Regions from separate parts of the Muntiacus reevesi genome. Here region 1 is linked to region 2. Evidence: chromatin contacts called from public Hi-C data. All regions are on one chromosome and are shown on one strand. Each heading gives the region's core, a stretch centred on a gene start, on an enhancer-like site or on the middle of the called end of the contact. The rest is flanking DNA. Distances are from core to core; before and after follow the strand shown. Region 1 holds the start of HEY1 (hes related family bHLH transcription factor with YRPW motif 1). Region 2 holds the start of MRPS28 (mitochondrial ribosomal protein S28).

Evidence for each region. A called contact is a pair of places that touch in the nucleus more often than the background predicts.
Region 1: a Hi-C map of muscle shows a contact between it and region 2, with 6 times the contacts expected there. The contact joins the promoter of HEY1 here to the promoter of MRPS28 in region 2. A contact is called at or near these places in 2 of 3 Hi-C or Micro-C datasets (blood and muscle).

Annotation. Positions count from the first base shown.
Region 1 is chr12:36,576,022-36,583,077 of mMunRee1.1, reverse strand. It overlaps HEY1 (hes related family bHLH transcription factor with YRPW motif 1), which reads right to left and starts at 3,568. Exons shown (of 5, transcript XM_065902697.1): 1 at 3,302-3,568; 2 at 2,976-3,051; 3 at 2,748-2,831; 4 at 2,385-2,466; 5 at 793-1,484. The coding sequence starts at 3,390. The coding sequence ends at 901.
Region 2 is chr12:36,332,526-36,339,261 of mMunRee1.1, reverse strand. It overlaps MRPS28 (mitochondrial ribosomal protein S28), which reads right to left and starts at 2,660. Exons shown (of 3, transcript XM_065902529.1): 1 at 2,409-2,660. The coding sequence starts at 2,624.

The sequences.
Region 1 (7,056 bases), core at 2,319-4,818, 240 kb before region 2:
AGGTTATGAATTTAACAGGTTCCACTGGACTATTCCATTGACCACTTGCATACCATGATCACTTATCCATGTTAACATCTGTGAACTTGAGATCTGTGAAATTAAAAATTCATTGCATTGCTTGAGGCTGATAAATGCAGACATATTTTATGCAACTGTCATCCGTCCCTTCCCTAGCAACTCCAAACCCAGACCTCTCCTAGCCAAGCCAGAACTGTGAATCCTGGCAGACGACAGAGACTGGTCATTCAGATTCAGGGCCCCTAGTGGTTTGTACATTCACCTCACTGCTGAAGGAGGCAGAGAATTAGCTAGTCGTCTTTCTTGGATAAAGCTGATCATCTGATTTGTCAACGCTTTATTCAGAAATATAAAATTCAATACAGCCCACCCACCAAAGAATATCATTTATACAATACCTTACTTGTCAAAATATTAACAAAATAGCATCATGTTAACATTGAGCACAGTGGTTTGGAAAATTAATTCTAAAAAGAGACTGTAACTATACAAGGAGAAGAAAAGACCCAAAATACTAAATGTTAAAATCCCCAAAACTTTGGGACAAAAATGGAATCATTCTTAGACAGGTTAACAAAGTAAATTAGGCACAGTACAAACCTATCACCAATTTGTGGGTTTATACTCACTATTTCAATTTAACGTCTGGAACAAAATTTAACAACTAGTTTTTTAAAAAACTGCTAACACATGACATGATTAAAAAAACATTAAAAAAGAAAAAGTAAACCAACAAACCTTTCGTCTTTCAATAAAGTTTATCTGAAAGTGTACCTTTTTCCTTTTTATTTTACCGATGACTTTAAGGTGATGTTGGCAACAGCCCAGCGCAGCTGGGAATTGAAGTTTTCCCCTCCCTCATTCTACAGCATCAGTTCTTTAAAAAGCTCCAATCTCCGTCCCCCAAGGTCTATAGGGTTTGCCAAGGTTTGCTGCCTGCGTGGGTGGCGAAGGGCTCAGCGCATTGGGAGACAGTAAGTGGAAGGAGCCGAAAGAGAAGGGGAAGGCCGACAGGGAGGCCACGGAGGACAGCAGGGGTGGAGAGAGTTTGGAGGCGGAGGTGACCACCGGGAGCACCGGTCCAAGGCCGCCGCTAGGGGGCGCTCGCAAAGCGGACGCCTCCGGATGTGCTGTGGCCAACCTGCCCTGGTGGTGGGGTTCCGAGGGCGAGCCCGAGGTGCCAGTGTTCCCGTGGGTGCTCTGCGACAGCAGCAGGGGGTGCGTGACGTGCGGGTGATGTCCGAAGGCGCTCCCCCAGGGGATGTGTCCGAGGCCTGCGTGGGCGCCGCTCGCCGCTTCCCGCTGGGAGGCATAGTTGTTCAGATGTGAGACCAGTCGAACGCGAAGAGGGTCCGAGGCGTCCAGTCCTTCAATGATGCTCAGGTAACGGGCGACTTCGGCCAGGCATTCCCGAAACCCCAAACTCCGATAGTCCATAGCAAGGGCGTGCGCGTCAAAATAGCCTGAGGAAACGAACAAAAGAAAATCCTCAGAGCTTCGCTCATTTCCCTCATGTCTTCAATCCCAAAGGCAGCCCTTCCTGGCAAATAGCTACATCCTTTAAGGGAAAGGAAAAAAAAAAAAAAGCATTCACGGGCTCTTCTTAAAGTCCAAATATTTGGGAGTCTACCAAAATCTTTGCATTAATCAACATAAGAAGTATGTGTTTGCTAATGCAAGTTCAAAGCCCAATTAGAAACTGCCAAGCAGAAACTGGAATTATACCCTACCGGCAGATGAAACTATGTTCATTCCTTTCATGTTTTCCCTCAACAACAACAAAAAACACATCAAGGACAGAAAAACCACAGAGTAGTGAAATTCATTAGACACACAGATGTAAGTTATCATCACGGAGCTTTTAGGCACTTGGTCCAGAGTAAAGCATTTTCTGGCTGGAGACAGACACTCAGAAGGTCCCCCACCTTCCTTGGGGTTTTCTCTACTTCATCACAACAGGTTTCTTTCCTCAAGAGTCATGTGTGTAAGAATCTTGTATATGAAATTAAGACCATATATTTAAAAAAAAAAAAAAAAGGCTTTCTCTCCAAAAAGTTAATAAACAAATGTGGTTTGAGCTACCTGACCAGAGCTGTCACAACTTTACCTGTCACACATAATAAGTATTTTCCAAAAGAAGGTGCATAAGCTTAATTTGCAGAGGGCTGGGGTGATGAATTCACTGGAGAAAACCTTTGTGCACATGAAAGTACACCTACAGGCAACCCCCCACACAACACACCGTTCTCTCTCCACCCTCAAAGCGCGCAATAAAAATAAAGCAGCAACTGCACCAATCCTAGCCCTCGGCAGCTAGTGTCTGCCCCCAGGCACTCAGGCGCCCCACCGGACATGAGACATACCTTTCCCTCCTGCAGTGTGTAGCATTTTCAGGTGATCTACCGTCATCTGCAGGATCTCGGCTTTTTCTAGCTTGGCAGATCCCTAGAGAAGAGAACAACAACAACAAAAACCTGATTTGGCACCTACTGCCTTTGGGGAACAACTTGAAATACATACGCACAGATGTGCTCTGTAAATCATAAAAGCACAGACAACAGCAAAATAAATTATCTTCGCAAAACATGTGGGAATCTGGATGAATTTGTTTCCTTCTCACAAACGCGGTTATTTTCCAAGGCACGGGTGAGGTTCAGATTAATGAGCCGAAGGATTCTGAAGGCGTGGGTAGCTACACCGAGAGAGCTACCTACTTTCTCCATTACCTGCTTCTCAAAAGCACTGGGTACCAGCCTCCTCAGCTCAGACAAACTGTTATTGATCCGGTCTCGTCGGCGCTTCTCAATAATCTGGAGAAAGCAGGCAAAACAACGGGAGACATTTCCATTACGATGTAAATTCTAAAGTGAAGAAAGGTGGTTCTTCCCGTTAATTAATAAAACAAACAACCCCCCCCCCCCCCCAAAAAAAGGGTGCACTGTAAAGAGACTCACGCCTCTCCGTCTTTTCCTGGCCAAGATCTGTGAAGATGTAGTTGGGGACATGGAACCTAGAGCTGAACTCAAGTTCCTAAATGAAGAGGGGGGGGGGGACAGGAATCGCCGTTAAGCGAGAGGAGGTGATCTGAGAGGTCGCCCCCACGCCCTACCCGTACTCAGATTTTTTAGGCAACTTGGGCTTGAAAGCACCTCCGGGTCGTTCACCCGGGGCCGAGGCCTGCCGGAGATGCGCAGAGGTCAGTGCAGGGCGCCGGCGTGCCCCGGGCTCTCATGCGCTGTCACCGAGGCCAGCCGACTCTAGCCTCCCGCCGCCAACTCACCCATTCTCATCCGCACTCTCCTTTTCCACCTCGATGGTCTCGTCCAGCTCGCTGTCCGAGGAGCTGTACTCGGGGTGGGCTCGCTTCATGCTGGCTGAGTGGGGAATCTGGGGGAGGGTCGGCGCGGCGGGCAGGGAGGAGTTAACTGCAGCGGCGCCTCTCCGCGCTCGACTGCTCGCGTTCCGCACACACTGGTCCGGCTCACGCTCTGCCTCCGGTTAAAACTCAACCATCCCTTTCCCACGCTGCGCCCCTTCCCAGGGCCCTGGGGAGGGCGGGGGAGAGAAGGGGGCGGACGAGGGGGCGGAGGGGCGGGGCGGTAGCTCCCGGGCAACAGCCTTCCCTCGGCCAATCCGGCTTCTCGCTCCTCTGATTGGCAGCCTCTCAGGAGACGGGCGGGGGCGAGGCTGAAGCCTAGGGCGAACCCCAGGCCCGCCCTCCCCACCCGCCCCTGCTCGGTGGCGGTGTGTCGGCTCCGCAGGGGCTCCACCGGGCCTCCGCTGCGGGGGAAGGAGGCGGCGCGGGCGGCGCAGGGCCGGCGGCGGGCAGGCGGGGGAGGCCGGGCCGGGACACCAACCCGCCGTCGGCCGCGGCCCCGCCCCGCCCCGCGCGCCCCGATTGGCCTGGCCACACGCCAGGGCCGCGCCTGCAGCGCCGCCGGTGAGCCGCACGCGCCGCGGGCCGTGGGAAAGTGCCGGCGCCGCGGCCGCCAGCCAATCCGGGCGACCGACGGCGGCGACGGCGGCCGCGCTGGCGGCGGCGGCGGCGGCGCTGGGCGTCCGCATGAATGGAGAAGAATGGGCTGGCTGGGGAGCGGGGCCGCTTGAGGGCGCGCCGGCGGGGGCTGGGCGGCCGCGGGCCAGGCCCCCCGTGTGAACCTGTAATCGGAGACTGGGCGCCGGGCGGCCCCGGAAGCCACCGCCCTGTGGCCGCGGTAAATCTCGGCTGCCCGGCAGCCGGTGTCCGGCGGCGGGAGGCGCACGCCGCAGGCGAAGCCGGGCCCGAAGCACCTGGCCAGGCGGCGCGCCGAATGCCGGGCGGAGGGTGCGGGGCGCCAGGAGAGCGGCCGCCGGGGCGCCGTTCACTGTGGCCTCTAGCCCGGGGCCCCGGGCGCTTGCAGGGGAAGATGTGGTTTCGGGGAATGTTCTTTTTCGGGTTTTGGAGCTCTGTCCTCACCAGCAGACGGACTAGCTTCCGCAGGGGCTTCCCAGCCTCCGGGATGGAATAAATTTCCCTGTGCATCTGGGATCCAGGGAAATGGAGCGCTTGTTTGCTGGGCCGACTGGGGCGGGGGGGCAGGAGTGGGCGGATGGGGGGGCAGCTGGGGCTATTCTTTTTCTTTTTCTTTTTTTTTTTCAGGCGTTGGCGGCCAGATCCTGTCAGCGGGCGACAGAGTGGCGGGACTCTGAGCATTTGCGTCTGGGGCCGCCCTCGCTGCTGAGATTCACGTCTCTGACCACCAGACAGACACGCGCCCCCTGCACATCCTCCGCCTCGGGGGTGGCGTGGCGGGTACTGGGTACTACGTGTAGTTCCCAGTCCTCAAGGAGATAGATGTTTTACAAATGTATGTTGTGTGTCTCGGACTGCTTCCTGATTTGTAGGAGGTTTTTCTGAATTTAGGAATCCAGGCATCTCTCTCCCCTGACAAAGCAGCAGAGCAGTACATATTCCTCTGAAGTCCACTCTTGGGGACTGCAGTCCTTCAGTGATGGAAAGCCCGATAAATATTGTTAAGCATGACAGAAACATTGTCACCTTTGCAAGTTGCTTGTCCGTTTCTATTCTTCCTTAGTTTATTGATCTCAATGCCTACATTTCAGACGCCACACACTCAGTGGCCTGAGCCTGATACGGATCGAATGTTTCTCAGCCTCTCACCCCCACACCGTAAGCCACTTCCTGACTCTCACTGAACCTCGTATTCCACTAAACCTCTACCACCTCGAGCCCCTCAGTCCTTTCCAGGAGGCTCTTTCTGCTTTCCTGTCAAGGCTGGGTCCCTCCATCAGCCAACTGGGATTTGTTATGGCCGGCCCACCAGGCACCCTTGCGCCCTGGTATTGCACCGGAGGCCACTTCTCAGTTATTCTGCCCCACCCCAGCCCCCAACCTCGCGGATAACCCCACTATTTCCTTTCTCAGCTCTTGGCTCAGGTGACAGAGCTCTCTAGGGTCTGATATAATCACACAAGTTCAGCCTCCGCAGCCTTAAATCTAGCAGGTCATTGCTACCGGCCACTTCCCTCCCAGAACCTGGTGGTCCAGGCATAGGAAACCATCCACCCACTCCCCTCTGCCTTCCAGAAGTTCCTCTGACTTTCAGTTTCTTTCCCTGCCCTAGAAGTCATTGTGTCCACTACCCCGCTGTGGTTCTGTAAATTTTCCCAGCCTCTGGAATCTACAAGTGAGTCAACCTTTCCTGCCTTGGCCCATTTAGGCCACTTTGTGGAGTCGTGGGCAAGCTGCAGATAGGTGGGGGAGAGGAAACTACAAAGAGGGGTTGCGGATTCCTCACCCACATTGGTACCTAAGGAAAATAATTCTCCCATACTCAGTATTACTTTTCCGTCAAAAGTGAGGTCTGCATTGAAATCATCATTTCCAGTGCTTCTGAGCTTTGACTCTGGCACACTCACCCCCTCTCCCCTGGAGCGCAGCTGCCCCAGGCCTAACCTCTAGGGAAAGGGCCTTTTCCAAGACAGTGGGGTTGGAGGAAGGGTGATGGAGTGTTGTTCTTTTATACTTCATGGCTCCTGCAGTACCAGCCTCTTCCAGGTTGCATGCGGGCCCATTTCCTTGCCTGGTCTATGGAGTCTGGGTTTAGTTAGTTATTTGTGTCCTGCAGGTTGCCTTTCTCTGTGTTTTCTTTGGAAGAGATGCCCTGGAATAGATGGGTACTCCAGATTTGGGAATTCACTCACAGGGCTTGGCTTGAGCCAGGCTTCTTCAGAGGTGAACTCCTGAGACCTCCAGAGGAAAAGAGCTCAGCCTCAAATCACAGCTCCAATATTTCTATATGAAACAGGCTTAAGTTGAAATGGATGCACACACACTACTGTTTATGATGGATAACAGCAAGGACCTGCTGTGTAGCACAGGGAACTCTGCCAGTGTCCTGTGATAACCTATGTGAGTGTGTGTGCTCAGTCACTCATTCGTGTTCAATTCTTTGCAACCCCATGGACCCCACCAGGCTCCTCTGTTCATGGAATTTCCAAGCAAGAATACTGAAGTGGGTTGCCCTTTCTTTCTCCAGGGGATCTTCCCAATCCAGGGACTGAATCTGAGTCCTGTGTTGGCAGGCAGGTTCCTTTACCACTGAACCACCAGAGAAGCCCATGTATATGAGAAAGGAATCTAAAAAAGAGTCAATATATGTATATATATAACTGAATCACTGTGCATGTATGTTTGAAACTAAAAACATTGTAAATGAACTAAAAAAATTATATATAACTGAATCACTTTCCTATATGTCTGAAACTGACACAACATTGTAAATCAACTATACTTCAATTAAAAAAAAAATACCACCACTGTGGGAATCAGTGGCTCAGTCCCACTGGTGAACTCCAGAGACTGCATAGGGAAAAAAGGAAAGAAAGAGGCTTATGGATCATCAGCTGTCCAGAAGAGACACAGCAGTAGGCAGGTGGGGAAACCGCCGTGGAAGAAGCCGTGAACCATCAGTTATCCACGGGGGCTTTGGCCACTGTAGATGTCCTCGGTGAGCCCCTCTCTCTGGCCGTTTG
Region 2 (6,736 bases), core at 1,411-3,910:
GCATCTCCAGCATCTTCCGCACTGGCAGGTGAATTCTTTACCACTGAGCCACCTGGTGGCTAAGTCATGTCCAATTCTTTTGCAATCCCAAGGACTGTAGCCCCATCAGACTCCTCTGACAACGGGATTTCCCAGGCAGGGCTAATGGAGCAGGTTGCCATTTCCTTCTACAGGGGATCTTTCCCACCCAGGAATTGAATCCCTGTCTCCTGTATTGGCAGGCAGATTCTTTACCACTGAGTCACTGGGGAAAGCCCTATATATCCCATAAATATGCAGAAAAATGTAAATGCTCACTGTAGCACTGTCTGTATTAAGGGGAGGGGGAAAAAAAGCCTAGAAGCTCACTAATGAAGGTCTGGTTAGATAAATAATGCTACATCCAAACCATGGAATGCCAAACAAATATTTTTTCAGTGAGGTATACAGATAGCCTCCTATATTTGCAGATGTGGAAGCTGCAGAAGGCTAACTGGACCATTTATATAAGGGACTTGAGTATCCAGGATTTGGGTATCACAGAGGATCCTGAAACCAATCCCTTGTTGGATACCTAGGGAGAAGGGTAAGCACACTACACTACACATATATAATGATAAGGAAAAATATTCTGAGTTATACTTAAGTGAGAAGAGCAATTTTCAGCAGCAGCAATGAAAATATACTGAGTGCTCATTACCAGGTCCCTGTACTATGTGTTTAAATAATGAATTCATTTAGTTTCATAATAATCCCATGATAGAGCTTCCTGTTATTAAAAAAAAAAATGAAAAGAAGATACATGGATATTACATAACTTTTCAAGGAAACACAGGCAGTAAACGATAGAAGAATCATAATTCAAAGCAAGACTGTCTGAATCCAGAGCTTTCATTCTTAAACATTAATGATGTAGTTCAAAAACCTGAATGTTTTTAAGTATATCTGTATATATAAATAACTTATACTCATATATGCATACATAAAATCTCTAGTAGTATACATTTATAAAAATACACCTTCCAGCTTTGAGAAAATGAGGGAAAGGAGGCTTTTATATGCACACAGTAACCTTCAATGCTATTTATATTCTCCTTTCACATCACTTTTATACTTTACAATTTTTTTCAAAATTCCTGATCACACAATAAAGACAAACTTTATTCATCTTGTAATGTCAGAATACTCTGCAATTGAATGGTTCCAGAAACTTCAAAGAGAGAAATGAAAGATTTTTCACAAAATTGAATCTTTACACCAATACCTATCAATTACTCATAGTCCTCATAATAAATATGGCAGAAAAATACTGAATACCTCCAATAAACACTAAAATAAAACTAACGTGGTGTGTTCGGTTTTCTTATTGCTCTGACAATTGTTCTTGCTCTGTTATTATTCTAGACTAGCATGTTTTATTTACGTGCTCAAGCCTGTGCTATCCTCACTTGTTTAACTGTTTGTGAGCTGTCACACAGAAATCTCAATTCAAAGACTGCCCAGGCTGTCTTGAAGTTCAAATGTGCACTGTGCGTTCTATTCCTTCATTCTCTCATCTGGCAAACACGGAGTGCCCACTAACAGTCAAGCACTGTGCTAGATGCCAGGCGGTTTCCTGTAACCCAGGACACTACCCGTCTGTGAACTGTTTGGGGCTGGTTCCCAAGGGGCTAAGCACAGAAATTGGGAGTTTATTTTTATACAGTTTAATACCGCCAAACTTCATGTCTGCTAGCTCAAAAAAAAATCTAATTTGCATTTCTGCCTATGTCTTCCATTTCACCTATCTAATAATTCTATCGTATTTTACAGAATTATTGCCTGGGGCAGACGGTTTTTTTTTTTAAAGGTCATTTACAGAAAAAGTGAAGCACTGATAGGTTAAATTACTTGCTCAACTTCATAGTGACACTAATTCTGTCATTTACCTATCCACTGAATTAAGAAATATTTCTGAAGAGCCTGGAACACCAGACATTGAGCTCCCCGCTGCAGCTGCTGTGCACAAGAGAAGCCGAGAGCCCAGCCTCTTCCAGCGTTGAGTCCCACTCGGAGTCCCAGGAGTCGCCCTAGACGTGCCGCCGGCAGCTCTCGCTGCTGGTTTCCCTTCTAGCACTCAATTCAGAAGACGCGTTCAAAGGGGTGTGGACAACGCAGGCCCAACATGTAGATACCATACAGAAGTACAACAAACCGACAAAACACACGACCGCACACTTTTCCAAGCGAACTGCCCAGACTCTACTTCCTACGCTGGACCCCGCCCCCGGCCCCGCCTCTCGGTCTCACCCAACTTAGCCCGGCCCAACAACGACGCCAAACTCCGCCCTGCCCCCGGTTCCACCCATTACGGCGGGCTCCACCCTGACTCCGCCCCCAACCCCGGCCCCGCCCGCCAACGAGTGCCTGGCTTAGCTCTCGCGACTCACCCTCGTCCGGCCGAGCTCCGCCTTCCGCTGCAGCTCCGAGAGCCGCTCCAAAGCGCTCGCGAAGCCGCCTGAGCGCGGCCTCGGCTCCGTGGAATCAGAACTCTCGCTTCCGGAGCGACTCTCAGTGCTTGCTCCTCGACAGGATCGAGAGAAGAGAAACACTCGCAGAAAATGACTCTCGGCAGTCACGGCACGGGTCCGACACAGCGCCGCCATGACGGATGCTCGACCTCTGACCTTTGGCTTCTCCGCAAGCGCGCGGGTCGCGGGGCGGAGCAACAAGGGACCGCCCATTGCAGAGCCCTGTGGGCGGTGGGCGTGGTCTGGTTGGCGTTGAGGCCATGTGTGGGTCGAGGGAGATTCCGGTTGGTGGACAAAATCTTTGATGGCTAGAAGTCCCCTGCTAGCAGCGGCCCGCTAAGTTTTGCCTGGAAAGCTTTCTGACTCGCAGCAATTTCGCCCTCCCAGGTACCCGTTGGGCCTTGTGCTGCTGTAAATTCTGATAATGCGACACTTGCTGCCCCCGCCTTCCGCGTCCTGCCCCAGAATGTCCGAAGGTTCTTACCCCCACCGCTCTTCAGGACTTTGCTCAAATGCGAGGTTCTCCTTGGCTTATGTAGAATTGGAACTTATGTAGAATTGGAACTCCAAATACTGTCGGACCCCCGCCACTTAACACTTCTTAATATGCCATGTAGTTTACTTACAGTAGTTGTGCTTAGCGTGTGCTCTGAATTTATGAACTCTATGAGGGAAGGAATTGTGCTGTTAAATCCCTGACAGCGAGCACATGGTAGGGCTTAAACATTTGGGTTCCAAGTGTGTCCTTCTTTGCCTGTTCAGTGGTCAGCCCAGCCACGTTACAAAAATATTAATTTGAGACATTTTGGGTTACCTCTGGCTGCAATCCCTTTTCTTAGGGAATAAGTTCCTAATGCCTAAATATGCACCACCCAGAGGATCCACGCTCACTTAAGATTTTCTCCCTTCCGGCGCCATGTTAATTGCCAGAATTTGCCCACTTTCTTCAAAACTGAAGAAACAACACCATAGTTGCGTTAATGAATTAAGCTGTCCATCCTTCTACCCAGGATTTTTATAAAAATACACACTTGAGCAAGCACTGTTCCATCGCATTTGCAAGTACTTTGAGGGAAGGAATTTTTATGTATGACCCCAGACCCTATTTTAATAATGCTTTTGACTATGAGACTTTTGTTTTTGGCCAGGCCAGGCATCTTGTAGGGAGCTTAGTTCCCTGACCAGGGACTGAACCCTGAACTGGACAGTGAAAGCTCAGAATCCCAGCCAGTGGACCTGCCGGAGAATTCCAAATAATCCTTTTGACTCTGGATTTTATAACTCTGATATTCTCATCAATTGTGTAGACAGTAGAAAGAACACAAGAAGTGGACTAACCTTTGTTGTTCAGTCGCTTAGTCGAGTCTGACTCTTATGACTCCATGGACTGCAGCACACCAGGCTGCCCTGTCCACTATCTCCCAGACCTTACTCAAACTCAAGAAGCTGAAGTTGAATGGTTCTATGAAAACCTACAAGACCTCCTAGAACTAACATCAAAAAAAGATGTCCTTTTCATCATAGGCAATGCCAAAGAATGCTCAAACTACCACACAATTGCACTCATCTCACATGCTAGTAAATTAATGCTCAAATTCTCCAAGCCAGGTTTCAGCAATGCATGAACTGTGAACTTCCAGATGTTCAAGCTGGTTTTAGAAAAGGCAGAGGAACCAGAGATCAAATTGCCAACATCTGCTGGGTCATGGAGAAAGCAAGAGTTCCAGAAAAACATCTATTTCTGCTTTATTGACTATGCCAAAGCCTTTGACTGTGTGGATCACAATAAAGTGTGGAAAATTTTGAAAGAGATGGGAATACCAGACCACCTGACCTGCCTCTTGAGGATTGTGTATGCAGGTCAGGAAGCAGGTTAGAACTGGACATGAAACAACAGACTGGTTCCAAATACAAAAAGGAGTACATCAAGGCTGTATATTGTCACCCTGCTTGTTTAACTTATATGCAGAGTACATCATGAGAAACGCTGGGCTGGATGAAGCACAAGCTGGAATCAAGATTGCCAGGAGAACTCAATAACCTCAGATATGCAGATGACACCAACCTTATGGCAGAAAGTGAAGAACTAAAGAGCCTCCTGATGAAAGTTTAAGAGGAGAGTGAAAAATTTGGCTTAAAGCTTAACACTCAGAAAACTAGGATCATGGCATCCAGTCCCATCACTTCATGGCAAATAGGTGGGAAACAGTGCCTGACTTTTTTTGGGGGGCCTTTAAAATCACTGCAGATGGTAACTGCAGCCATGAAATAAACAGACGCTTACTCCTTGGAAGAAAAGCTATGACCAACTGAGACAGCATGATAAAAAGCAGAGACATTACTTTGTCAACAAAGGTCCATCTAATCAAGGCTATGGTTTTTCCAGTAATCATGTATGGATGTGAGAGTTGAACTATAAAGAAAGCTGAGCACCGAAGAATTGATGCTTTTGAACTGTGGTGTTGGAGAAGACTCTTGAGAGTGCCTTGGACTGCAAGGAGGTCCAACCAGTCCATCCTAAAGGAGATCAGTCCTGAGTGTTCATTGGAAGGACTGATGTTGATGCTGAAACTCCAATACTTTGGCCACCTGATGTGAAGAACTGACCCATTTGAAAAGACCATGATGCTGGGAAAGACTGAAGGCAGGAGGAGAAGGGGGCAACAGAGGATGAGATGGTTGGATGGCATCACTGACTCAATGGACGTGAGTTTGGGTAAACTCTGGAAGTTGGTGATGGACAGGGAGGCCTGGTGTGCTGTGGTTCATGGGGTCGCAAAGAGTTGGGCACGACTGAGCAACTGAACTGAACTGAACTTTCATCATGGGGGGCTGGAATGCAAAAGTAGGAAGTCAAGAGATACCTGGAGTAATAGGCAGGTTTGGCCTTGGAGTACCAAATGAATAGGGCAAAGGTTAATGAGTTTTGCCAAGAGAATATGCTGATCATAGCAAACACCCTTTTCAACAACACAAGAGATAACTGTACACATGGACATCACGAGATGGTCAATACCAAAATCAGATTGATTCTGTTTTTGTAGCTGAAAAAGCAGCTCTATATGGTCAGCAAAAACAAGACTGGGAGCTGACTGTGGCCCATATAATGAACTCCTCATTGCCAAATTCAGACTTATACTGAAGAAAGTAGGTAAAATCACTAGGCTATTCTGGTATGACCTGAATCAAATCTCTTATGATTATACAGTGGAAGCGACAAATAGATTCAAGGGATTCGATCTGATAGACAGAGTGCCTGAAGAACTATGGATGGAGGTTCAAGACATCATACAGGAGACGGGGATCAAGATCATCCCCAAGAAAAAGAAATGCAAAAAAGGAAAAATGGTTATCTGAGGAGGCCTTACGAATAGCTGAGAAAATATGAGAAGTGAAAGGCAAAGGAGAAAAGGAAAGATATACTCATCTGAACGCAGAGTTCCAACAAATAGCAAGGAGAGATAAGAAAACTTTCCTCAGTGATCAGTGCAAAGAAATAGAGGAAAACAATTGCATGGGGGAAGACTAGAGACCTCCTCAAGAAAATTAGAGATACCAAGGAACTAATCTTAGAATAGTGCATAATTGTACGAATCACACATGACATTATTACTAGCCACCTGTATGGCAAGCCTTAAATTCAGTAGAGAGCATAAGATAAATTCTGTTCCAGGTGAGTTCTCTCCTTTGGTACATAAATTGTTTATTTCCCTTGCCTCTTGATGAAGTCTTGCCTAAGACATTTTTGCATTACTTTCTAAGGCTATTTCTACTTCTGTTTCCCTTCAGGAAAAGAAAAAATTGTAGTGAAAAGCTTTGGCCAGTGCTCTTAGTTCTAATTCAACCTCCAATCCTGATTGCAGGCGAGCCAATTTTTTGTTGCTGATTTGGTTTCCTCACATACAACCAAGTTATTAGTCTCTATCTCAAGTTTAAGGAAGTGCTCTGTAAACTTAATCAGCATCTACACAGTAAATGGGATCGCTAATATCCCAGGTCAAAAAGTCAATGGCTGTATTATATTCATGTCCTATCTTAGCCAGATGATAAATTCCTTTGTTTTGATAATGCATTTGGGGACAAATTCTGATGTTTTTAATGTATAAGTTTGTATCAACTAACTTCAAGCATGCCTAGTTCTCTGCCTTTGGCAGAGCAACAGAAGCATCAGATAAGATTGGGAAGGACTGAGTCAGTCTGCACACTGTCCTTCCCTATATTAGTGCCAATAGTAACATCGACGCTAA